Regions from separate parts of the Canis lupus genome. Here region 1 is linked to region 2. Evidence: chromatin contacts called from public Hi-C data. All regions are on one chromosome and are shown on one strand. The core of a region is the stretch at or near the end of the contact, and the rest is flanking DNA. Distances in the headings are between cores, read along the strand shown.

Region 1 (3,735 bases), core at 754-3,253, 99 kb before region 2:
CCAGGTGAGTAATCATGGTGGTTTGCGTTACAATTTTGGCCATGGAGATGATAAGTGGATGGATTCAAGATACATTTTGTACTCTCAGTTCTTCCCATCACATTATAGTACAGATATTGGTGTCTTCATCTTATGCACGAGAAAACTGAAAACAGAAAAGTGCATTTCCCACCCGCCAAAAAACTTTAAATTAACAAACAGCAAATACTAATGTTATGTAAGACCCGAATTATTTCCGCTAGGCCCGGTCACCTCCCATTGAGATACAAAAAAGCAAAGGTTAAGTACCTTCGTTTTCCGGCTCAACACAATGACTCAGTTACATGCCAAGAAGTATAAATGGCTACGTTTTTATCTTCCTGTTATTTGTTGACTTGGAATCATTCATTAAATACAGAAAAGTTTTTGTCACATTTTATTTTTTTTTTTAAGATTTTATTTATTTATTCATGAGAGACACAGAGAGAGAGAGAGAGGCAGAGACACAGGCAGAGGGATAATCAGGCTCCATGCAGGGAGCCGGACATGGGACTTGACCCCAGGTCTCCAGGATCACGCCCTGGGCCAAAGGCAGTGCTAAGCCGCTGAGCCACATGGGCTGCCCCTGCTGAGCCACCTGGGGTGCCCTTTTGTCACATTTTAATCAGTATGCGATGTTTGCCTTGATCAAGCTTAAATTCAGTTTCCAAGCTGGCAGTCCTCCTAGCTTTACCTCTTAAATCTTTTGTAGGAAATGACATAGTCTTTAAGGCATCAGAAAGTTTCTTGTTTTATTCCTCTTTTAATTCTTTGTTTTTTTAAGATATTATTTATTTACTTACAAGAGACAGAGAGGCAGAGACACAAGCAGAGAGAGAAGCAGGCTCCCACGGAGAGCCGATGTGGGAGTCGATCCCAGGACCCAGGATCACACCCTGAGCCAAAGACAGATGCTCAACCACTGAGCCACCCAGGAGCCCCTCCTCTTTTAATTCTTCAAAGTAGTAACCTTAGTTATACTCAAGATTTCAAGGCTTACCAAGGCTTGCAGAGTCAAATATCGTCTTTAGCCATGACAGATTTCCCTTAAAAAGACAGAAAAGCAATTGCCCTTTTTGCTGAGATGAAAATTTGTTTATATAGCATCCACTGTATATCAGATATGGTGTTAGATGTGGCTGGAGGAAGACACAAAGTTTACGGTGCTCCTGCGGTGGTGTGAAGGGGTGCCCCGGGAGACTCTTATAAGAATGAGGCCGAAGGGATCCCTGGGTGGCGCAGCGGTTTGGCGCCTGCCTTTGGCCCAGGGCGCGATCCTGGAGACCCGGGATCGAATCCACATCGGGCTCCCGGTGCATGGAGCCTGCTTCTCCCTCTGCCTTTGTTTCTGGCTCTCTCTGTCTCTCAGTCTTTCATGAATAAATAAATAAATAAAATCTTTAAAAAAAAAAAAGAATGAGGCCAAAGACTTTGCCTGAGTTGTAATGGCAGAAATACATAGTGACCTATCAGTATGAACTGAGCAGACTCTATTCTTGAATTGATATGCAGAAAAAAGATCCACTACACACCCTGAAGGCAGTAGCATTTTCACTTATTTGGAATTTTTCCCAGAATTAGTTTTTTTCCTAAGAAAAAAACTCTTATATTAAATATCATAGAAGTATAATTATATATAGCACAGCATATAAACTACATGTATTATGTAACTATATTTCTATTAAATAGTTTTAATTTTAGATAACAAACTTAATCAGCCCTTCTTGGGAAGATGCCACAGTTTACCGGGGTTGGAATTCTACTTGGCCGTGACTGCCAAGTGAGATGCCTCTCGGCTGCTGGTCGGGGGTGGGTCGGGGCACTGCTCCAATTGCTCTGTACCAGTCACTAGCACGAGTGATACTAGCAGAGACAGGGTGTGATCGCCAGGAGTGGCTTTACACAACTTGTGCTTAAAGAGTGATTTTGACCAACGTCCATTTGGCCGGCTCTGTGGGAGGCCGTGCACGGGGAGCAGGGGTGCTTGGCACCGTGTTTCTGATGTGTTCCCACCTCACTCTGGCATCCTGGGCCTCTTCCTCACTCCCCTGCTCCTTTGTCTCTGCTCTGTCCTGAACTCTTTTTTTTCTTTCAGCTCAAGTCAAATGGTCAACATCTATAAAGTAAAGATTCTAGGAGGGATAACAACATAATTCAGGGCCAGCAATGGGATGAAATGCCTTGTTGTCTTGGTGGAGAATCTGAGAACACTGGGAAGCCCCGCAGTGGAAACAGGCTCCCAGTAGAAGGCAGCCTTCAGAGACAACCTTAGATTTCCTTTACTATTTTCTTTTTTTTTTTTTTTAATTTTTCCATTACTTTATATAAAAAGAAATTAAGGGTGAAGCATGAAATTGTACAAATGCCCATTTTTGGGCATCAGTTTTGGAATTATGCCTGTAAAGATCAAACTTTGTGTTGGACTTCAAGTTAATTTTTCTGTATGTAATTTTATATGAAAAAAGTTTCTTTTTCTTTCCTTTTTTTTTTTTTTTTTAATTACATGGTTGGAAAAAGACTGAATTTTAAAGTGAGCTCCAAAGAGAATGGTAAAACCCTCAAGATGAGGGATTTGGGATAAACATGTTCTTAGGATTAATGTTGGTTTTCTCACTCATTGGAAAACATATTTTGAAGTATTTGGTTTGGTGTGTTAGGTTTTTTATTTTTTTTAATTTTTTTAAAATTTAAATTCAATTTGCCAACATACAGTATAACACCCAGTGCTCATCCCATCAGGTGCCCTCCTTATTGCCCATCACCCAGTTACCGCACCCCCTGACACTGGCCTCCCCTTCCACAACTGTTTGTTTGTTTCCCAGAGTGGGGAGTCTCTCATGATTTGTCTCCTCTAATTTTTCCTCACTCAGTTTCCCTCTTTTCCCTTATAATCCCTTTCACTATTTCTTATATTCCACATATGAGTGAAATCATCTGATGATTGTCCTTCTCCGATTGACTTATATATATACAGTGGAATATTACTCAGCCATCAGAAAGAACAAATATCCACCATTTGCTTTGATGTGGATGGAACTGGAGGGTATTATACCGAGTGAAACAACCTTAGATTTCTTCACAAAAGTGCCCTATTTGGGAATTCCACTTCCATGTGGACTGGAAGCATAACTGAGTGTTGCTATGGGTTGAACTGTGTCTCTCCCACCTCCCACCAAAGATATGCTGAAGTCTTAAACCCCAGTATCTCAAAATGTGACTTTATTTAGAAATAGGGTTCTTGCAGATGTAATGAAGTCATACTGGAGTGGGATAGACCCTGAGTGCAATATGACTGCTGTCCTTATAGAAGGAGGGATATTTGGACACAGACACGCAGGCAGAAAGCTACACGATGATGGAAGTCATGCTATCACAAGCCAAGGAACAGTGGGGCCACCAGAAGATGGAAGACACACAGAAGGATCCTTCCCTTAGCCTCAGAGAAAGCAGAATCTTGCCAACATTTTGTTTTCAGACTTCTGGCCTCCAGAACCTTTAGCAAATACATTTCTGTTGTTTTAAGGCACTCAGTTTGTATTACGTTGTAGCCCTAGGAAACTAACTTAAGTGTTAACTGAAAAATAACTCCAAATGCCAGCATTGTACAAGAGCAGGACAAGAAGTAAAGGGAGGGTGGTGGGTTCATAAACTAGCTTCACAATAACCTTGTATTTCTTATTTTAGGGAGATATTCATAATCCGCTTCTTTTCCACTGG
Region 2 (3,586 bases), core at 576-3,075:
CTTTCTGTGTGTACCTATAAAGTGTGTAAAGCTATCATCTGGTTGTTATCTTTCACTTGCTCAGTATCCAGGCACTCTTTCAGCTGGAAGTGTCCAGAACTCACCTGCTTCAACCCTGTCTGTGGTGAGTGATCCACAAAGCCTGTACCTCAGATTATTCTCCTCTTAAAGACTTCCTGATCGGGGCAGCCCAGGTGGCACAGTGGTTTAGCGCTGCCTTCGGCTCAGGGTGTGATCCTGAGGACCTGGGATCGAGTCCCACAGCAGGCTCCCTGCATGGAGCCTGCTTCTCTCTCTGCCTGTGTCTCTGCCTCCCTCTCTCTCTCTCTCTGTGTCATGAATAAAAAAAATCTTTAAAAAAAAAAAAAGACTTCCTGATTGAATGCTGAGTGATGACCTTAGGCCAGTTGAACAACAATTTCTATGTTTTGTCTTTTAGGGCAGATACAATGTTTTCTTACAACTAAGTAACAACTCTCCAGCTTCATTTAAACCCATTTTACAGAGGAAGTATTTCATGGATCCTGTTTCTAAAATGCTTAAACGTTATTTGAGAAAACAAAACCTGCCCTAAAGGAGAAAGTACCAATGATTCCAGGGAGAATTCAAGGAATGATAAGAGCGTAGGCTCTGAAGTCTCATCAAGTACTTTCAAACCCAGCCTGGCACCTGCAGTCTGTGTGGCCTTAGCCCAGCTAGTTTACCTCTCTGAACTACTCTGTAAACATTATAAACATTTTGCTGTTGCAATTGAGATAACAGATGCAAAGCACTTAGCAAAAGCCAAGACTCAAGCATTGAAAATATTTTTAAATCTTTAAAAATGGTGATTTTAAGAGAATACTGCTGACCCAACTTTCTGCCTGAGAAGAGATGATCCCCTGGGCTTGACAGAGAGAAGCAAAAGGAAAGCAAACCTGAATATGCAGCAGGGTGAGCCAGAGTTCTAAGGCCCATATCCCACATCCCCACATTGACTGTGGGTCATGGGATAACAAAACCTCCAGAGGAGCCTGAGAATCTGAAGACGGAAGTAGCCTGTATCTTACCTCCCGGGTAGATCCTGGGAAACAGCAGGACTCAGGCATCCCTTCCCCTAAAGGGAGGAGACGCCGCAGTGGGTGTCACTATGAGGGCAGCTGAGATGGTGCCCCTGAGTTCCCTAGTGGCACTGGTGGGCATCACAGCGGCCCAGAGAGACCTTGAGGTGTCGAAAGGCAGAAGTAGGGTTAGCTGCAGATCTTTCCATGGGAAACCAGACAAATTTGAACATTGTCCAGGTGTAGAGAAGCACACCAGAGGCCAGCGGCAGTGGGATTCAGCAGAAGATGCCAGTGTGGACACACGCAGATGAGGGACTGGACACCCCCACAGGCGCCTTGACTCTAAACCCCCCTCTGAGGACCTTAGATGCAACACTGAGGAGGAAGGAGGGAGGTGAGAGCCCCAGAGTTCACAGCAGAAAACATGAATCGGCTAAAATGACATTCCTACTCTTAGTGGAATGTGGGCCCCAAATATAAATTCAGATATGAAAGACAACTGATAAAGTTCATGTTAAGGGTGTGTGTTTGAGACCCGAGCAATTTGTTCCTCTTTTGCAAATACAGCGCTTAGCAGAGCAGCTGGCTGTCATAAATGCTCCATAAATGTTAACCATGATGTTTAATAACAGTATAGGCTAAAATAACAATTCAGTGAGGCAGGACGAGAAAGCACCAAATGACAAAAGGTGCCGAAGGGTGGCCGCCCTGGAGATGCATGGCCCAGACCTCCTGCTGCAGGGAGCCAGCTGACCGGCCGCCCTGGCATCTCCTCTCTGGACTGTTCCAGGCCAAGGCTGAGGACTGGGCCTCCTCTGACCATCCCTTAGCTCTGGAACTCGGCTCCAACCTGGCCGTAGAGCCCTTAGAGGGGCACTGCTGTCTGCAACCCTTCCTCCCAGCCCTTCCTCCTGCCCCTGCTCCCCCTAGAGTCAGGGCTCTGGTCCACAGGCTCCTGGCCTGTCCTGGCTCATATGTCCCTTGCACATGGAATCCTATCTCTGTGTCTACTCAGTAAGGGTCCTGATGCCATAGTCACTGAGGGCCAGGAAGGACCTAGGTGGCTTCATGAAGTCACACTGAGGGATCAAGAGGACATAGACATAGCCAGGCTTAAATTCAGAGAATGAGCATTCAGACCCATGTGACTTTTGAAGCAAGTATGGGTCTGGGCTCTGGACCATCTGGGCTCAAGGGGAAGGGAGACCTGGTTTAAGGGGCTGGGCTTGGGATGTCTGGGTGGCTCAGTGGTTTAGCATCTGCCTTTGGCTCAGGTCATGATCCCGGGATCCTGGGATCGAGTCCCACATCAGGCTCCCCACAGGGACCCTGCTTCTCCCTCTGCCTGTGTCTCTGCTTCTCTCTCTGGGTCTCTCATGAATAAATAAATAAAATCTTAAAAAAAAAAAAAAAAAGGCTCAGGCTTTAACCAGCTCTCTCAGTGGAGAGCTTGTTGAAGGGCTTTGGTCATGAGGACAGAAGGTGAAGGAGCTTCCAGCAGCTCAGGAATTCTGCTCTTCAAGTTTTATCTTTTATTGGGGAATACAAAACCTTCTCTTTTGTCAAATGAATTCTATGCTTTAGCAAATATTTGAGGAAAGTCTCACTGCACCACACAAGCTAAAGCTGATCCTAGAAACATGGAAGACTTGCCATAATTGCTACAGAAATACCCAACTTAAAAAAGAATATTATAAAAAGTATGTAAGGTTTAACTGGAGAGAATAATCAAATTATTTTCCCTTTCTGAGCCTTAGTTTCAGAAAGCTAGACAAAATAAAATTAACCTGGTTTTAATTCTTCTATAAAATCCATTGCAGCTCTGCTAACCTGTGCTTTTAAGAGTTATTCATCCACGGGCGGGGAGATCATTTCAAACTTTGGTTTCAATAGCCAGGAGATGGGGATCCCTGGGTGGCGCAGCGGTTTAGCGCCTGCCTTTGGCCCAGGGCGCGATCCTGGAGACCCCGGATCGAATCCCATATCGGGCTCCCGGTGCATGGAGCCTGCTTCTCCCTCTGCCTATGTCTCCGCCTCTCTCTCTCTCTCTCTCTCTCTCTCTCTCTCTCTGTGTGACTATCATAAATAAATAAAAGTTAAAAAAAAAAAAGTTCAATAGCCAGGAGATGCTAAGCTGTATCTGCCAATGCTTGACATTGTGTCACCTAAAAAGATTTCAGGGATGCCTGGGTGGATCAGTGGTTGAGCATCTGCCTTCAGCTCAGAGCATGATCCTGGGGTCTTGGGATCAAGTCCCACGTCAGGCTCCCTGCAGGGGTCTGCTTCTCCCTCTGCCTGTGTCTCTGACCGCCATCCACCCCCCCCCCCCGGCTCTCTCTGTGTGTCTCTCATGAATAAATAAATACAATCTTTAAAAAAGAAAAGATTTCTAACAAATGTGTCTTTCTTGTGATGTGAGATTTTTTATTTCATCCGTCCTATGAATAATCGCTGTTGACAGTTTACACTGACAAGTGTTTGAGCAGTTGCTGGTAATATGTTCATTTTATTGATTTTTTTCCTTACTTGTATATAATGACTAA

What was found. A called contact is a pair of places that touch in the nucleus more often than the background predicts.
Region 1: a contact with region 2 is called in a Hi-C map of skin fibroblasts, with 5 times the contacts expected there. The contact joins two enhancer-like sites. A contact is called at or near these places in 6 of 9 Hi-C or Micro-C datasets (amygdala, blood, liver and 1 more).

The regions. Positions count from the first base shown.
Region 1 is chr16:36,633,064-36,636,798 of UU_Cfam_GSD_1.0, reverse strand. No RefSeq gene overlaps it. Among named protein-coding and RNA genes, the nearest start is that of TRNAM-CAU, 21 kb to the left of the region's middle. Within about 2 kb of position 2,003, at least 7 of the 20 cell types and tissues checked have an H3K27ac peak or open chromatin away from gene starts, as enhancers often do.
Region 2 is chr16:36,533,865-36,537,450 of UU_Cfam_GSD_1.0, reverse strand. No RefSeq gene overlaps it. Among named protein-coding and RNA genes, the nearest start is that of CLDN23, 72 kb to the left of the region's middle. Within about 2 kb of position 1,825, at least 3 of the 20 cell types and tissues checked have an H3K27ac peak or open chromatin away from gene starts, as enhancers often do.